3 separate regions of the Sus scrofa genome follow, and regions 2 and 3 are each linked to region 1. A link is a contact called in public HiChIP or PLAC-seq data. All regions are on one chromosome and are shown on one strand. The core of a region is the stretch at or near the end of the contact, and the rest is flanking DNA. Distances in the headings are between cores, read along the strand shown.

Evidence for each region. HiChIP or PLAC-seq counts read pairs in DNA pulled down with a chosen protein or histone mark.
Region 2: an H3K27ac HiChIP or PLAC-seq map of alveolar macrophages shows a contact between it and region 1. The contact joins the promoter of FAHD2B here to the promoter of TXNDC9 in region 1. A contact is called at or near these places in 1 of 47 Hi-C or Micro-C datasets (heart right ventricle) and 1 of 2 datasets of contacts at active chromatin or transcription factors (alveolar macrophages).
Region 3: an H3K27ac HiChIP or PLAC-seq map of alveolar macrophages shows a contact between it and region 1. The contact joins the promoter of LOC110255307 here to the promoter of TXNDC9 in region 1. A contact is called at or near these places in 2 of 2 datasets of contacts at active chromatin or transcription factors (alveolar macrophages and skeletal muscle).

The regions. Positions count from the first base shown.
Region 1 is chr3:54,930,019-54,933,510 of Sscrofa11.1, reverse strand. It overlaps TXNDC9 (thioredoxin domain-containing protein 9), which reads right to left and starts at 1,753. Exons shown (of 5, transcript XM_003124892.4): 1 at 1,590-1,753. It overlaps EIF5B (eukaryotic translation initiation factor 5B), which reads left to right and starts at 2,685. Exons shown (of 24, transcript XM_021087192.1): 1 at 2,685-2,941. The coding sequence starts at 2,907.
Region 2 is chr3:55,169,588-55,173,079 of Sscrofa11.1, reverse strand. FAHD2B (fumarylacetoacetate hydrolase domain-containing protein 2B) reads left to right here and starts at 1,778. Exons shown (of 8, transcript XM_021087213.1): 1 at 1,778-2,057.
Region 3 is chr3:55,143,235-55,146,726 of Sscrofa11.1, reverse strand. It overlaps LOC110255307, which reads right to left and starts at 1,632. Exons shown (of 4, transcript XM_021087211.1): 1 at 688-1,632; 2 at 328-593; 3 at 37-92. The coding sequence starts at 1,333. It overlaps LOC110255309 (glycerol-3-phosphate acyltransferase 2, mitochondrial-like), which reads right to left. Exons shown (of 5, transcript XM_021088397.1): 3 at 3,286-3,405; 4 at 3,038-3,120; 5 at 1,645-2,759. The coding sequence ends at 2,399.

The sequences.
Region 1 (3,492 bases), core at 504-3,003:
CATTAAGAATTCTTTAAATTTTTTGGCCACATCTGCAGCATGGGCTAGGGAGTGAACCCATATCACAGCAGTGACAATACCAGGTCCTTAACTGCTAAGCCACCAGGGAACTCCAAAAATTTTTATTTAAATAAGTTTTAAAATTTCAATAGGTTACAGGAACTCTCTCAATTACATATTTTAAAATAATTTTATTTTTTTTACCAGCAATAATCAGATGGTGATTTTATGTGTATCCTTGGGTTATTACCACAGAATTCAATTTATAATTTACCTATTAGAGACTGTTGCATCTCAATTAACTATGAAATATTTGCATCTACTACTGAAGCACTTTCAAGAATCGGAACAAACTCATCCGCCCAGCTTCTTTTTCTTCTTCTTCTTCTTTTTTTTTTTTTTTGCTTTTTAGGGCCAAACCTGTGGCATATGGAGGTTCCCAGGCTAGAGGTCGAACTGAAGCTACAGCTGCCAGCCTATGACACAGCCACAGCCATGACAGATCCGAGCCTTGTCTGCGACCTACACCACAGCTTGCGGCAATGCAAGATGCTTAACCCACTGAATAAGGCCAGGGATTGAACCTCATGGTTCCTATTCAGATTTGTTTCAGCTGCACCACAACAGGCGCTCCCTGCAATCCTCACTTCTGATTCCACTTTTTTACATGAAAAAAGCTGAAAAAATGCCCTTCATTTCATCTTGTATTCCTGGAGCTAGCTGTGCTTGAATACTACAGGTGCTCAAAAAACATTTGTCAATGGTTGAAGGAACATGTGCCTAGCTTTTGTTCAAATTACCGTTAAGTTTAGAAGTATTTCTGGGTTTAAAAAACCAAAATCTAAGATCCACATTAATGCTATAAAATTTTAAAGAAGTTGTTTTTCAAATACATAAAATTTATGTCACTCTCCCTACCTCCAGAGAAAAACACAAGGCTGTGACTCTCCATATGGGGCGGATGAGGCAGAAATCTAGATTCTAAACGTTGACTTGATTGTCAGAACCTGTTATTACCAGGGTTCTAGAGGATGCTCATCGCCGAAGTTTTATAGGCTGAGCTCAGAATTTGCGATAACTGGATGCAGAATCAATAAACAAGAGCTGTTCTGGGGCCGGGTGGAGGTGGACACCGCATTCAGAAAGGGTGGAAAGCAGATGGTGCAGTGATCCTAACAACTTCATTCTTAATTCTAGAAACCAGAAGCTTCTGATTCTTTTTTCAGTTCAACTGAATGAGGGGCAGGCACTTGTCCTCAAATCACCTAACCACTTCCTTGATTTCCCCCCCCGTCCCCCTCGCCCGTGTACCGCCGAAACAACCTTGGGGCCTCACCCTTCACTGCAAGCCAGACACTTCCCCAAAGTATCCTGGCCACTCCCGGCGCCTCCAGGAACAGATGAGGGCAGAATTCAGGTCGCCCCGACTTCAATGCCTCCCGGGGCGCATGCGCCTAAGCAGCCTCCGCGGCGCGGACACCTGCGTCTGAGCCGCGCCCCTCCCCCGCCCCGGCCGGATGCCTAGCAGCTGGGTGCCCATTAGCCCCAGCATGCGTAGCTGGTCTTTTCACAACCACCCTCTGCCTCACCTGATCTCTCGGCGATACCTGAGAAATGAAGAACCTGGCGGGGCAGAAGAGCAATCCACTCAGGATGCAGCCTCGTAGCAGCTGCGGGTGGCAGCGAAGAGTCGTCACTTCCGCCTCTTCATTGGCTGTGACTCTCACGCGATACAATCTCCGAAGCCCCAGGAAGTTGCGGGGGCTGGGGGGGGGGAGGTGTGAGGTGAGCCCTTCTGCGCAGGCGCTCCTTCCCCACCCTCCCTGCCCCAGCCGCCGGGAACCGAGGTGTTCCAGCCTCGGGTAAACACTCCAGCTGCGAGAGAGCAAAGTATGCCGGAGGTTGTAGTTACATAGTGCTCATCCTGGAGCTGGCTTTCTTAGGCTTTGACATTCTGTTCCATCAGAAATGAAGTAGCTTCTATCTTGCTTAGGAGTGACAATCCAGCTTCATTTTTATTGTTGATTGAAAATTTCCCCTCTTTAAAAAAAGCTAAGTTATAATTTATAACGGCATGATTAGTTTTTATGTAGTTAACCCTCGTCCTATCATCGTCTAGATGGGGATATAGAACACTCATAACCCCAATAGGGTTCCCTCGAGACTTTTCCGGACAAATTTTTAGCACTCGCCCTCGCTTTGGATGTAAAGATTACGATCTACTTTGGAGAGTTAATGAGTGTGTTCTTGTTTTCCGGTTTTTGTTTATTTCGGGGGTCGGTAATTACATACTGCAAAATTCATGAACTTGACTGAGAGGCCCAAGGACGTCCCTGGATTTCTCTTCGTCCCTTGGGAACGTGGAGACCGCTCACCATTAGTTCATTGTGGTTCTTTCCTGAACTTCACGCAGCTGAGAGTACAAAAGTATAGAGGTGGAATGGTGGCAGGGAATCACAAAGTTTATTTCTGAACTAAGCTACAATTCCCCAAGTGTGTGTTCCCTTCCCGGTAGGGCTTGACGGGAAATTTTCAGCTTCATTGTCCACTTTGGGTTCTAGAACTTGGAAACTGCGCGGGCGTCGGTGCTCGGCGGACGCTTGTGGGCAGGGGGCGCTCGAGCTCCCGCCTGGCGGGCGGGTCACTGGAGACGCTCTACCCGAGGCGCAGCTCTCGATGAGCCTCGCCCTGCGTCCCCACGCCGAGGCGGCGGGGCGATGCGCTTGCGCACTCAGAGCTCACACCATATGTGCCCTGTCCCAGTGCGCGGGTCTGTGGAGAGCCGGGTGCGAGAGGCGGCAGCGAAGGGGGGACGGAGCCGAACGGAGCCCGAAGTCAGCCGGAGGACTGTGGGTCTGTGAGAGCCCGAACAGAGGGGCTGGGTCTGCGAGCGCCGCTGACACAGGATGGGGAAGAAGCAGAAAAACAAGAGCGAAGACAGGTAGCCAGTGGCGGGGTCCCCACGGTGGGGGCCGGCGCTGCTCAGGGGGTCGCGCGCATCCCTCGGGCCCGAGGTGGACCGGGGTCGAGGCTCGAGACCCACTCGGCGGGGCACCGGCCGGGCCCAGAGCGGGTCACGCGGGACCGAGACCCCAGTTCCGGGCGGGCGCGAGGGCCTCGGCGGCCGGCGGGTTCCCAGCCGAGACTCGGACCCCTCGCTCCCCTCTCCCGGCTCGGGGAAGGGGTCGCGGCCAGTTGTTTAGGGATCCGCGGCCCAGGGCTCGGGCGGCCTCACCGGGCCAGGAGCTGCTTGGCCATCGCGGCCCGGGGGTTGGGAGGTTTTTTGCGGCCGCACTATTGGCGAGGGTCAAGAAGAGTTCTTTTTTTTTTTTTTTCTTTTTCTTTTCTTTTTTTTTTTTTTTTTTGCCTTTGTACCTCTGAATTCTTGGAGACACAGGGAGTTGGGATCTGATATGCCCACAGCCAGGTTTTCCCACCCTCTCAGCTGCTCGGGTATGTAGGAGTTCTAGGAAGAAGTGGATAAGCTGGTTC
Region 2 (3,492 bases), core at 529-3,028, 240 kb before region 1:
TGTCTAACTAGTGAAGACAGCTAGACATGGAAACAACCGAAATAGCCATCATCAGAGGAATGAATAGAGAAGATGGGGGTACATGTATACAGAGGAATACTATTCAGCCATTAAAAAAGAGGCGATAATGCCATGTGCAGCATCATGGATGGACCTACACATTATCACACCAAGTAAGTTAGACAGAGAATAGCAAATACCATATGATATCACTTACATGTGGAATCTAAAAAAAAAAAAGATAGAAATGAACTTATTTACGAAATAGAAATAGACTCAGGCATAGAAAACAAACTTATGTTACCAAAGAGGATGAGGGGGGTGGTGGGAGAGATAAATTAGGAGTTTGGAATTAGCAGATACACATTATTATACATAAAATAGATACACAGCAAGGACCTATTGGATAGTACAGGGAACAATGCCCAGTATCTTGTGATAACTTATAATGGAAAAGAACATGAAAAAGAATATATATGTCTATATATACATGTCTATATATACCTGTACATATACAAATATATATATACATAACTGAATCACTTTTCTGGCACATGAAACTAACACAATATTGAAAATTAACTATGCTTTAACTTAAAAAGTAGTTTAGGGGTTCCTGTCATGGCCCAGTGGAAAAGAATCTGACTAGCATCCACAAGGACACAGGTTCGATCCCTGGTCTTGCCTAGTGGGTTAAGGATACAGCGTTGCAGTGAGCTATGGTGTAGGTCGAAGATGCACTCAGATCTTGGTTGCTGTGGCTGTAGTGTAGGCCAGCAGCTACAGCTCGGATTCAACCCCTAGCCTGGGAACCTCCACATGCCGCCACTTTAGAAAAAAAAAAAAAAAAAAAAAAAAAAAAAAAGGACAAAAAAGAGAGAATTCAAAAGCTTTATGGGACAGGTAGAAAATGAAAACATGAAAAAAAAGTGAAATTCTGAAATGCTGAGCCCCATAGTAAGGCGAGAACCAACAGGGTAGGGGGAAAAAAAAAAAAGCTGTTTCCTTGAAAGCTTGACAAAATTTTATGTGTGCATCTACACGTGTGCATACATATCTATATGACCCCGTTTGCTAAATAAATATATGGTTAGGTAGTTAACAAGCATGTAGGTTAGATCAAAACAAAATGGGTTTATGTTTTCTAGGGCAATAAAACTCCCATCATGGTTGGGATTGCACTCTCCTTTCCCAAGTGTGCAGGTTAAGCAGTTACAACACTCTTGGAGGGTAATCTCACCAGGCCTTTAGCCATTGTTGACTAATCCACTAAACCTGGACCTCAGAGTTGCATCCAGCCAAGGAGGGCTCTGTAAAGACACTGTTGAAGGCTCTGTTCTTACCATATGGCTGGGTAGGAAATTATGGAAGGTACCCCAAACTCAGATAATTTTGCCTTTTTCCAAATTTGGATTTTTTTTTCCCCTCATTTTTCCAAGTATGGGCTTTTTTTTCCTCAAATACCCAACCTGCTTTCTGGATGGAGACCTGGTGGGACTAGGTCCGCACGTGTCTCTAATTTCCTGGGATATAGTTTGAATGGTTTTTTTGGAGGGGGATGGGGGAGGAGAAGGAAGGGAGGCCGACCCGAGGCGGGGATCATGGTCCTGGGGTCCATTAGTCGCGCTTGCCCGCGCCTCCCCGCAGTCCCGGCAGCGCGCGCACGCGGAGCGCGGGTTCGGAGTGCGGAGTACGTAGGCGGGGGCGCGCAGAGCTAGCCGGGGGCGCGCACAGCAGAACGGTGGGGGCGGGGTGGCGCGCACAGCCCTTAAGCGGCGGCGCGCACGGGCCGACGGCGGAGGCCACGACGGGGCGGTGACCGCCTCGTCCCCGGAGAGAGCCTCGCGCGCCAGCCTTTTTCCTGCCGCCGCCGCCGCCGCCGCCTCATCCCCGGCCCGGCGGGAGGCGGCGCCGAGGCCTCCGGCCGGGCCTCCCACGCTCCCTGGGCACCGGTCCGCGGCGCGCCTCGCTCCCAGGCCCGCGAGGTCCGAGTGGAGCTTCGTCCCCGAGGCCACGGAAGGGCCCAAGGACCCCGCCAAGCTCCGGCTCCACAGAGGGTGAGCTCGGGCACGGCCAAGGAATGGGCTTCCCAGACCCCGGGACCCCGACCCGCACCCCACCCCGGCTGGCCGGAAACGGGAACCAGCTTCTCTTTGCCAACTGCATCCCAGTGTGTTTTGGCATCCTCTAGACGCCTAGTTCGTGGGATTAAAGGGGAGAACCTTTATCACGTGAATTATGCAATGAGGCGGCGTCCTAGCTGGGGATGCTGTGATCGGCGGCATCATTGATGCCAGTGATCCATGGTTTTCTTCTTTCATCCTTGGCTGAGAAATTGCATTGGTAATTGGGGGCGGTAAGAGGAAGAAAAGGTTCCACTTGGGTGCAAGGAGCATGCAGAGAGGGAGACAGAGACCAGAGAAGAAAGGCCATGTGCAGCTCTTCCTAAATGCACAATTAAGCACGTCTTTGGCGAGTGGGCGGGCTGGGAGGGGATGGTTGGAAATGTCAGGTAGGTTCCAGGGTGCCTTCGGCCTGGAAAAGAGAGGCCTGTTAGAGGTTGAGGCATAAATTTCTGAGGCTGGGAAGATGAACCAAGTCTTCCGAAAGCTGCATGGTTATTTTCCAAGTCTGTAAAGGCAGGAAAGGGCTGGGCACTACGTGGAAACTAGCGCAGCCAGGTTCTGGGAAGACTGTCATAAAGGGTTTTTTTGTCTGAAAGACCCAAAGTCTGGGGCTTGGGGCCATCAGGAGTTGGCGATTGGTCAGTTTTCACTGCCCAAGTGAGGCATGTCTCAGACATTCTTAAAACCTGGCAGTTCCCTTTAGCTCCCGGCTTATTCATTCTTTTCATTGACTGGGTGAAGAAGAAGAGACACAAAGAGAGAAATGGCCTTTCTCTCCCCCCCCCCATTATTATTAGGGCATAGGCCATCCATGTTGGGTCAAAATGGGAATTTGAAGATGGAAAGAAAGTTCTTTCTTTGCGCTTGACCTTCAAGAATAGAATCTGCAGGAGGAAAATTCTCTGCTTCCCTGGAGTTCTTGCAAAAGTGAACAAAGAAAGGGAAGAATTAGTTCACATCCTGGGCAATTTGCAGTTATGTTCAGATGGGTTTCCAGATGCTTGAGAGTATACAATACAAAGGTGAGCCAGAGCCAGGAAGAGAAATGGGGGAGCAAGGTGAATGTAGGACCTCAGAGATGACAGAAACCAAGAGAGTGTTTTCACCTTGCAGGTCTGGAAGACTCTGCACGGGAGTATGTAAAGCTTAATCTTTTTATCATCCGAATATCATATTGCTTTTCATGTTAATACTGCATTCCTAAGAGTAAAGGCAAGCCTGGCTCAGCTGTGCTCCCTGTGTTATTTGAATGAGTTGGATGTTTCTTTTGCCAGCTCACTCTCTTAAATCTGTCATCTCTGTGATCCCATGAGTTTGGCTTGTTTTCACTTGTTCTTTCACGATATGACATTTGGCTAGAATTTGC
Region 3 (3,492 bases), core at 383-2,882, 210 kb before region 1:
GGGAGAGCAGAGGCTGATGAGACTGGGCCCTCTTACCCCCAAGTCGCTGAAGGTCCAGACAGCACTGACGGCGAGATTAGGGTCCGCACACTCTGGAGGAAAGAGAAAAGTGAAGGCTATAGAAAGGTGTGGGGGCCACGAGGCACAGCCTCTGTCTTGTTTAGAGAAGGAACAACCTAAGGGCAGGGCTCAAACTGGACCCAAAAGCTTCCTCTACTCTGCAGTCATCCATCCTGGAATTCAGCTCTCACTGTCCAGTAGGGGGCAGCAGCCACCAGCGAGCCTGCCCCTGCCTCCCTAGGCCTGGGCTAGCTGCTTGGAACTCACCAAAGAACCCTTCCTCCTGGGCAGTGGCCTGTAAGTGCTGGAACAGCTGCTCCACATAGCCAGACTCTGTGGGAGAGAGAAGTCCGAGCCCCGGGACCCCACACAAACCCAGCCCCTCCCCTGAATGGCCACCAGAGTGCCGGCCTTACCAGTGTCCGGCAGCTGTCCCTGGCGGAGGAAGGTGGCAGCCTGCGCAAAGGCCTTGAACAGCAGGCTGAGCAGGTGGCAGAGGAAGAGGAAAAAGGGCAGCATGGCTGCTGACTGAGCTGTGGGAGGACACGCCAGGGTGAGGGCAGCCCACTGCCTCCCTCCCACCTCCCTCCGCTTGTGGCTTCTCGCAACACACCCTGAAGTACCGACCCTCAGCCTCCTCGAAGTTGTCACTGTCACTGTCAGTGAGGTCCCCACTTGGTTTCCACAGCAGTTCAGCACTCAAGCGCTGCTGCCTTGTGTCACAGGCTGGCCAGGAACCTGGGGTCTGGGGGAGCCATTGGACCCTGTCAGGTTGGCTGAGGTTCAGCTCTGAGCCCCCTAGACTAGGTCCATGGGCAGCCAGCATAGGGAGGTGAAACCGGCACATGCAGGCTGAGGGAGCCCAGAGGATGCCCTGGACCAGGACGCCTGCCATGCCAACTTGTGCCCTGAGAGGAAGTGAGCACCCACCCTCAAGGCTGTGGACAGAAAATGTGGAGGGCAGGTGCTGTGCAGAAATCCTCAGAGGTGCATTGTCCAGTCCTATCAAGACAGCTACACATGGGTCCCAAGGTGGAGAGTGGCTTCTCTGATACACCAGGGACCTGGCCCCCCAGAGTGCAGCTGGTGGGGAGGAGCCCAGACAGCTGTCACTCAAGGGTGGAAGCTGAAGGGGGCCAGGCCCCAGGCAGGGACTTGGTCTCCAGCTGCCCTTCCTACCTCTTCGGTGACCAGGAGCCCGCACTGGATGAGCCGGTCCAGCACCTCCTGACAGTAGGAGTAGGAAGACTGGCAGGGCTGGGGAGGAAGGCATCCATGTGGCTCAGCAGAGCCAGAGGCAGGGGAGGCACAGGCCCCCGCCTACACCTAAGAAGGCGAGGCCCAGGACTGTGCTGGGCTGGGGGTGGGGGGCCTGACGTGCAGCAGCAGCAGGTCCCATGGCAGCAAAGGCAGCAGCAGCAGGATCTGGCAATAGAGGTCATTCTGGCTCAGCAGCTTGATGCCCTGCAGCTCCCAGGGCCCCTCAGGTGGCACCCTGCCTGCCAGCAGCCCCCACATGGCACAGGCTGGGGAGGGGGGCCTGGTGTGAGAAAGGAAGCCACTGCCCTCGCCCCTACACAGCTTCCAACCACCCCGGAGACTCAACACCTACAGCCTCGCTCAGGAAGGCGGGCAGCAACTCAGCACTCAGGTGTGCCAGGTGCACGAAGCCTGGGCCTGGCCTTGGAACCACCAACAGGTTCCCCTGGTAGAGGCGCAGCAGGGCCACGTGTGCACACAGCAGGCTCAGGGTGTGCTGCACCAGGCACCGCAGCTGCCCTGAGAAGCCCATGTCAAAGCCACGCAGCAGCATCTCCTCGGTCAGCCAGGAGAACTCCCCCAGGACCTGTGACAGGAACATGCCCTGGGCAGGCAGTGAGGGGCTCAGCACAGGGCCACACCGCCCCCTATCTTCCGGTGCCTGAACAGCAGTGCATCGCCCTGATGGCTGTGCTCATTACCGCCGAGCTGGCCACGCTGGCGGGCAGGTGGGAGGGGATGCTGGTCAGGATCCAAGAGCCAGCCAAGAGCACACCTCCCTGGCAGCAGCCACACACATGCCCCCGCTACCCAACTACACCTCTGGAAAGGGAAGCACAAGCTTTGCCTTTGGTGCCCCCCTCCTCCAGTGAAGAAAATTGGCATTTATCAACTATATATTGAGAGCCAGGCTGGGAGCTCAGGGGCATCCCTTGCCTCTTATAGCTCTGCTACCCACCCACCCAGTTTCTGCCACAGAGGAGACACCTGAGAAGATGGTAATAAGGCTGTTATGAGCCCCTCTGTGCCAGGCACTGTGGTTATATCTCTTAGGTTATTCTGTTCAGCTAACGTCACCTCAGAGTGAAGTGACATGCCAGAGGCTAGCCAGGTGGCTGCCTGTGTGCAACTCACTCAGCAGCTCCATCATGTCTTCCCTGGCTGCCCCGCTCCTCAGGGGCAGGGGCAGATCCCACTCCTTCACGTCCCAAGTAGGCCTCGCAGGAGGAGGGGCAGGGACAGAAACCCACTCGGAACACAGGGCCCTGACGACCAGCCACCTCTGAGGAGCCTCTCCCAGAGACCAGACCAAGTTCTCACCATTCAGGACGTGATGGCCCAGCTTCCTGACCAGGAGCTGGTCCTCTTGCTTGAGGGCCAGAAGGGGCCCGGTTACTGGGGTCCACTCCTGCTCCTTCTCCATGTCGGGGACGACAGTACTGCCATAGAGACAGATCAAAGGATGAAAGGACCAAACCTAAAAACGGTCACTGGGAAGCCCAGAGCTTTCCCCACCCCCACAAAAGACAAGAGGTGGCTCACGGAACCCTGTCCTTCCCAGGCCCATGTGCCATAACCCACCCAGGTTACAGGTGGGGGTGGGGTGGGGGGTGTGCAGTGCCTGGCACGGGTCTAGATGATCCTAGGTTATCTGGAAAGGGCAATGCCAAAGGGCTACCTGCCGGGCCCCAGGCCCCGGCCACTCCTCTGCTCTTACCACTGGCCCAGCACAATGGGCTGCAGCAGCTGCTCCAGGGTCTGCCTGCTGTCCCAGCAGCTTCTGGCATCAATAGTGTATTCCTGCCAGGACAAGGCTCTTAGGTGGTCGGCCCTGGCCCACAGGACATCTGCACACAGCCCACCTGAAGTGGGCAAGGCTATCCCTGCAGTGGCTTCAAGGACAGGCTGCCAGAAGCCCCAGGACAGACCCCAGGTAACTCCAGCCTTGCCCAATGGAGTCCATACCTGCAGGGAGAAGGGCTGAGCCAGATGTACATGGGCACAGACCCTGCGGCCACGGCCCCATCCTCGTAGGCTCTGCAGAGCAGCCAGAGCTCCCGTCCACAGCCCCAGTGGGGCCAAGGCCTACAGGGAGGGAGGCACTGAGTGGGCCAGCTTGCCTGGGGCCTGCTTTCTGCTCAGCTGCATTTTGGGCCCAAGCTGGTACATGAC